2 separate regions of the Gossypium hirsutum genome follow, and region 1 is linked to region 2. The links are chromatin contacts, called in public Hi-C maps. All regions are on one chromosome and are shown on one strand. Each heading gives the region's core, a stretch centred on a gene start, on an enhancer-like site or on the middle of the called end of the contact. The rest is flanking DNA. Distances are from core to core; before and after follow the strand shown.

Region 1 (3,803 bases), core at 235-2,734, 260 kb before region 2:
TGCCATATGTATTGAGCATATGCTGTACCTGGATGGAAAAACACCGGAATGCACCCTGCTAAAATAGAGTCGAAAATCGATCTCCTTGTGTAAGAATCCCCTGGGGGCTGCAAGCAAAAGATTGAGCTCTGAAACACCTTCATCACATTAACCGGATTATCACAGTTTGTAGTACCATAATTACAATCCAGCAGCTTGCACTGGCTCTTTGAAGCTAAGCATTGATCAATAATCTTGCCCCGGATCGAGTTCTGATATTCAGGCCTAGGGGCACCAGCAAAGGAGAAAAGATACTGCCGGTTTTGCCTTCTTATTCGATCCTGCCACCGGAAAATCTCACTGTCCTTTGAAGGATGGAAACATGTTGGATATGGAATTGCATAATCATTGTTCCAGGAGCTCGATTCGATAGACAACATCGACATGTTCTTGGATTCAGGCAAGAACCGAAGCTTGCTGCCCCAATCGGTTTCGTTATCGCTTTGTCTTCGGAAATCCCAAGCAATCCTCCCAGCAACTAAGAAATGATCCCTACCCCACATTCTTTTCCATTCAGGCTTCTCTGATAGCCACTTAACAAGGCCAAGAGATGCAGAATCTCTCACAGTAGTGTTGAAACCCCATAGATACAAGCTCATATCAAGACCAGCATAAAAGGGTACGTAAATAGCCGATGCAATCGACGAGTCATTGGTTAAACATTCATACCTTTTCATCTTATTGTGAAAGATGACTTCCAACAAGAACTGATTCGTTAAAAACCAGCTATTGTTTATCAAAACATCTTCAGGGTTCTCAATTTCAGGACCAAAACCCAAGTTGTCCAAGTATGGACACATGTTTTTATCAGTTCCCCTAGTGAGCAATCGACAATTGTTAACCAAATCCTCATTAAATCTACTGGGAAGATCATGAACAAATATATATCTCCCCACACAAGAATCGATCTCAGTTCCCACTTTCAAATCTCCCTTTTCATCAGTTTTGGGCAATGGATAGACGCTAGCATTGGTAATTTCAGTGAAATCATGAGGTAAAGAACTTTGGGTATTGATTACGTTTCCATGATTATCATCCAAAACAGTGACGAGGGCAGATTTTTTAGCAGTAAAACCAGAGTAATCAAAGGAAAATAGCTCAATACAGAAAACGAAAAAGACAAGTAAGACAAACCAGGGCTGATGGTTGCAGCATTTTGAAGTGATGGGGTTTTCCATCTTCGGTAAACAGGCTTTACTTTCTTTCCTCTGAAACTGCTTGGAAACTAGAGCTGGAAACAGGGAGGAAATTGGGGAATGCTTTGAGAAGTCCAGTAAAAAGAAAAGAAAAGAAAGCAAGTGAGAAGCAGTGGATTGTTTAGTGAAGAGCTTGTTTCCTTGATCTGGGGCTTGAGGGAGGGGGGAGATGCTTGATTTATGGTGAAACTGAAAGGGAACCCATTGACATTAAATGCTCGCATTGGTCGTTGGACAAAGGGAGCTTCCACGTCTGGATTCGTGCCCAAAAGTATGGACTGGTGGCGCGACCGCCCGGTCCGTTACTTTGTCGGGTGGGCCACCACTCTTTTGTTTTCTCTCACCGTATCTTCAAAGGGTATTGCAATGATAATGAATTAGACGGTTAAACCCTTGAATGATTTTTTCATGCATTTATATTTGGTTAAAACATGACTTTAGTCCCTGCACTTTTTAAAAATTAGTAATTTAGTCCTTATACTTCTATTTTCAGGAATTTAGTCTCTATACTTTTCATATTTCAAAATTTAGGTTGAATTGTTAATACTGTTAATTTTTTTGTTAAATTCAGGTTAATTAAAATAATTTTTTTAATTACATGGCTACCAAGTGAGTAGTTTTTTTTTATTTCAAAATGTCACAACAACCAATTTAACAAAAAAAAAACTAACAATGTTAATAGTTGGATCTAAATTTTGAAATATGAAAAGTAGAGGGACTAAATTTCTAGAAATACAAGTACAATGACTAAATTTCTAATTTTCGAAAAGTATAAGGATTATATCACATTTTAACCTTTATATTTTGATTAGCGATTTTCTTTTCAACCTAGTTCTAAAGGTGGGGTGGTTCACATTGTAAAAGATGTTGAGGTTGCATTTGAGTATAGGTTATGTGCATGCTCTTCTCTCTTGATTTTCGAAGAGGTGGCATTTATAGGTCAATGAAGACTTGAGGTGAGTCCCATTTGCAACAACCCAATTTTCGTTGTTGTTGGACATGTCAATTTTAAAATTGAATTTGTTAAGTCGATTTGTCCGAAAAGTTAAACTAAAAAGTCCACAAGTTGAATATGAGATTGAAAAGTGGGAGAGATAAAATAAGAAAAGGGCTTAGTTTATTTTATTTTTCTTCTTTTCCAAAGAAATAGAATAATTTTTGTTTCTTCTTCATTTTCAGTTCAAAATTCACAAGGTAAACATGTTATTTTTGTTGAATTTTTTATGGATTCATAGTCATCCAAGCTTAATTTAACTAACCCAAGTGTTAGTTTTTCCTATTATTAAGTTATATTCTAGCTACCATTGTTGAGTGTCAGTGAATTTGGAACTTGAAATCATGATATACTTAGTGGTATAAGCTTAGATTATGTTAAGACCATGTTAGTGTCATGGGTCGCAGTTCAAAGCCCATGACCATCGCACCAAATGCATCTAATGGAGGCCTATTGTGTAGATGGGGATCATTTGGCCAGCAAGAACTGGCCCAATTCGGTAAGCTGTTGGAGAAGCCTGTCAGATTGAAGCTTGGTTGGCCCGATAATAAAGATTTGGCAACTTAGGTTATTTTGGTAACTAATCTTAAAAGATTGATAGAATCATATCTTGTAAAGATTAATTACATTTGATATGACATATCTTGTAAATCCCTAAAATTAAAAGATATAGTTATTCTCATCTGTCGATGTAAATGTATCTTGACCGTCAGTTTTTGGGGAGCTCAACTATAAATAGAGAGCCCCCCATTTGTACTTACTCCATTCATTGTTTCATTATTCTTTGTGAATAAGAGAATATTGAGAGCAATTACTCAAACACCTTGTGTGCGTTCTTTCTGTTGTTCTTTGTTGCTTCTTTTGGCATAAATCGCTTCCGCTATACAAATTAGTGCCTTGAAGGACTTCTAAAAGAAGTCTGACTTGAGTAAAAGCTGACTTAGGTGAGTTTGGACGAACAGATCGCCTAAGGTCACACGGATCGCGAGACGAAAGATCTAGCCCCATGACCACTGGTATCCGAGCTATTGGTTCGAAGGCACCGTTGGGATGTCGAAAGAAGAGTTCGAACAAATATGGGCCAAAAGATCAGTCCTTTTGAGGGAGATGCTGTCGAAAGTAGAGAAACATGTGGGTAAACTCGAGGGATCCATGGAGGACGTAAATGAGTCACTTGATGGGGTCAAGAATCATATAGACAACTAGAAGGAGTAGTTTAGAGATTATGTAAAGATGTCTCTTGATTCCACCATGGATAAGGTAAACGAGTTGTTTAATTCACACAGAGATAAGCTGATGGAGAGGAACGATGCTCTCGAGGCTATAGTGATGGCTTTGAATGAGGAAACAATGACCACGACAATGGCTCTAAACACAAGAATAGAAGAGCTCGAGGGAAAGTTGGCCTTGTGTCAAGCAACCGTGGGGGAAGGAATGCTGAATGCAGCACTCAGTAACGAGGATGTCTCCAAGCCGAAAGAGTTTGTGAGGACAAGGTCTACATACGATGTTGACAATTTCTTATGGAGGATAGAAAACTACTTCTGTGCCAAAGGCATTACGGATGACGTGGT
Region 2 (4,067 bases), core at 1,093-3,592:
GATTTTTTGTAAATTTTATTTATTTTTTATTTTTAAAAAGAAATTGAGGCATTTTCTGAATTTTTTTCTATTTTTATTTTTCTTATATTGTTTTGAATTTTCATTTTTTTATTTTGTGTATCTTTAAAAAAATAAAATATTTTTTAATTCTTTTCCCAAAAAAGTGAAATTTTAGAAACAAATAGAGAAAACATTTAAGGTTATTAAAATGTAATATATATATATTGTTTTTTTCTATATTCTTTTCTACATATTTCTCTTTATTTTGTATTTTATTTATTTAGAAAAAACTATATTTTAAAATTTCTGATTTTTTTATAACTTTCATAACTTTTTTTTCTGATTTTTTAGTTTTTTTAAAATTTTCTCATTTTTTCTATTTTTTGAATTTATTTAAATAAAATAGAAATTGTGCAATGTGACACACTCTCGGGTAAACTACACCATTAGTCACTAAACTATAGAAAAATTTTTATTTTGGTCATTTAACTAAAAAAAGTTACAAATTTAGTCAGTAATATTTTCGATTTTTTTTTGTCACCCGATTGTTAAGTGGCATTTTTTTAATTGGTATAATAATATTGTCCCTTATTATATATAATGATAAAAAACTTGAAATTCTTTCTTAAAAATGTAGAAAATTCTAAAATTAAAAATTATATAAAAGTAGATAATTTTTTCAAAAGTAAATAATGTGAGAGAAAATGAGGAAAATTTATTTTTAAACCCTCCAAATTTTCTCTTTGTATTATATGTATAGAAATATCCAATACCCAATCTTAAAAATTAATATAGAAAAAAATAAAAATATTGAGTGTTGGGTATCGACTCGTATAAACAACAAACAGTAACGAAAAAGAGAAAAGGAAATTGGGCATAGAGATAATTTAAGTGGAAAACTCCTCCGGAGAGGATAAAAACCACGGACAAAAAGAGGCTTCGGGTTTTCACTAAATGAATAAACAAATGAGAGTACAATATGGAGAAAATAAACCTAAATGTACTAAACGTACAAACCCAAACCCCAAATAAAAAACATTAACTTGGGAATAGAATTCTCTCCATAATTACCACGAAACTGTCACCGAAGCTCATATGCGGTTACATCTTGTCGCCCTTAAAGAAAAATCTTTACTGATTGGCATGTTTGAACCCAGGTTACGAAGGCCCTTTGAATAGACTAAGATTAGAGGGTTAATCATACTAAAATAACCCTGAAATAATTAGAGTCTAATTGAGAGAAGAAGTCCTACTTGGAGTATAAAATGCGACTACTTTAGGTAAGATATTGACGCAACATCATGACTCTCCTCGTCATGGTGTCGCCCTGCTCTTGCCTTAAGAGATTGTCGCCTCATCTCAACAACTCTCGTCATGACATCGTCCCTTGCTCATCGTGTTGTCATAACGTCATATATATCTCCTCATTATGACATCGTGCATCTGTCTCCGATAAGCAATATTATTGGCTCTCCAATTTTTACTTCTTTTGTCTCTTACATAGCTTTTTTTCATTATAAGAAAAAAAAAGAATATAATTTGTTTTTACAATTTGGGTTTTGAATGAATTGGAAATTTGAATTGAGTTAAAAAAGAAATTATGTGGTATATTTTGTAATTTTTTTCTTAAAAAATGGCACTAAGTCGATTTTACAAGCTTCTGTAATATCAATTCAGGATGTTCTTCAAGGGCATAGAACTCAACTTGAAAATGTTACTAATTTGATTTCGAGGAACACTAAATAAGCATGTAATGATCTATCTTTTGTTTTGTTTTGTATTATTTTTAATTTGTCATTGGATTCTATTGAATGATAATTTTCTTTGTTTCCCATACATATTAGTTCTTCAACAAAAACATATCAGAGAATTTATTTTTATAGAATTTTTTATATGATTTTCTATTTTTAAAATGATTTTGACTTTTTAAAATAATTTTTATATAGAATTAGAATCAAATCGACAGAAAATACAAAAGCTAAGGACTAAAATTGTTATTATACCAACTAAAAAAATGTCACTTAATAGTCAAGTGATGGAAAAAAAAATCGAAACCGTTCGTTACCAAATTGTAACTTTTTTAGTTAAGTGATTAATAGTGTAGTTTATCTTTTTTTTTGCAATAGAAATAATAAAAATCGGCCTTTAAGATATCGGGTATAAAATTTGAAAACTTCAAGCATCAAATTGATATAAAAAAGAATATTTAGGTATCAAAGTGATAATTGGATGTGTAAATAATGCATTAACCCTTTCCCTAGTTTATTTACTAAAAAAATTAAATTATCACTCATGAAAAAACATATATATAAATAAATATCCCACATGATATAACCGTTAAAGGTTCAAATTTCAAAAACCCTATCAATAAAAATATGTCCGTTAGATCTCATTTAACACTATTAACCACAATTTTCAAAGAGAAATTACCTAAAGAGACAAAAAGAAGCAATGAAACACCACCAGCTGAGTTCGTCATCTTCTTCAATGAAATCGACCACCATTACCATGGAAGATGATGTCCGTACCGAAACCCGAGACAGCTGCTACTTCCCTGGTTGCAGAAAAGACGCCAATTGCAAGTGCGAAATCTGTTTGGCCAGCATCAATGCCACTCTCGATCTCATGCCCCTCAGCGTTCAGAAGAGTTCATTCACTAAACTCTCTGCTTCCAAGCCTAAATACGCAAACCACTCTCCCATCTCTTTCGATCCTTCCATTACATCCACATCGAGTTCTTGTTGCTTGGTGGAATCTCCGGCTCTTAAATCAACTGCCAGATTAAACTTGAGAGAAAACAAGGAGAAAAAGAAGAAGAAAGAGGAGGGGAAAAAAGGTGGTTTCCAAAGTGTATTTTGGAAGTTATTAATGGGTTTGAATTTGGTTTTCGTAATGGAGGTTGGGTTTTCTTGGGGTGTAGGTGGGTTTTTGAAGCCTGTTTTGACAAGCGATGTTGCGAGAAGCATTGGTGAAAGGGCTTCAATTATGCAAGATTTGAATGGAAAATTGAGGTTCTTGCAAAATGAGTTGAAAGGATTTCATAATCTCAAGGTTTCTAATTGCAGCAATACGGATTCCGTATGGGAAATTGATCAGGTTCAAACTTTTTTCTTTTAATTCTCCCCAAGTTCTGTGCTTAAAACCTATGGCCTATTACTGTTACTCGAGGGCATCTTCTACATATTTGAGGGTGTAATTACTTGTTACCATTTTTATCTCTGTCCAACACAAATATTTTAATGAAGATTGAAAAACCGTGATAACTTTTGGAGTAATAATTGCAGGGTAGTTTGCTTCTAAATTCGCGTTGTTTGTTGTATAAATCGGCAATGGAAGAGGTCAAGATTTGGGGGTGGCCTTTGCAAACTGCTGGATTGCTTACTACTGGGTTTTCTTCCAAATCATTTACTATCTTATCTGGCAGAGTAACTGAAGTAAATGACAATCTACTTATCCTTGTTTTTCTTTTTGATTAATATAAAAAGGACCCTTAGGATCAATTTGATTGTCATTGCTGCTGCCTGTTTTGGATTTGCTAGTGCTGATGTTATCATAAATTTTCTTCTTTTTTTTTTAAAAAATTTTGCAGTGGTCCTATGGAAGGAATGGATTTATTACAACAAGAAAGGCAAATGCATCATGGGTACAAAGCAAATGGGGTGCCTCCGTAATACAAATGGATCCCAACACATGGATCTTTGAGTATCGAAGGAGCTGGATATTGGACAACCCCAGATTAATTTCAGCAACACTGCTGGAGCTGTTGAAAGATAGGTTGACAAAAATGGTGAAAAAGATGAGTGAAGAATTTTTGCTCTTCTTTGTTTTTGATATCCAATTCATTGAATTTTCGAGAAATGAAGATCAACTTATGATCCCAACTTGAAAGAGGGCTAATTCTGGATTTCAGTTATCCACTTCTCATTCCTTATGAGCAGCTTTTTATTAGTTTAATTTTTCCTCCAAATTTCTTTACGTGAATTTGGTTCTGTTTATGACTAGATACTTGAATCATTGTGTGATTGATGGTTCATTAAGATGCTAGAAAATACAATCATCATCAGTAT

What was found. Hi-C and Micro-C count contacts between places; a contact is called where the count stands out from the background.
Region 1: a Hi-C map of leaf shows a contact between it and region 2, with 2.8 times the contacts expected there. The contact joins the promoter of LOC107914749 here to the promoter of LOC107914753 in region 2. A contact is called at or near these places in 18 of 34 Hi-C or Micro-C datasets (anther, callus, hypocotyl and 3 more).

The regions. Positions count from the first base shown.
Region 1 is chrD10:26,422,716-26,426,518 of Gossypium_hirsutum_v2.1, reverse strand. LOC107914749 (probable xyloglucan galactosyltransferase GT14) reads right to left here and starts at 1,484. Exons shown (of 1, transcript XM_016843766.2): 1 at 1-1,484. The coding sequence starts at 1,217.
Region 2 is chrD10:26,167,118-26,171,184 of Gossypium_hirsutum_v2.1, reverse strand. It overlaps LOC107914753, which reads left to right and starts at 2,342. Exons shown (of 3, transcript XM_016843776.2): 1 at 2,342-3,096; 2 at 3,285-3,434; 3 at 3,590-4,067. The coding sequence starts at 2,452. The coding sequence ends at 3,886.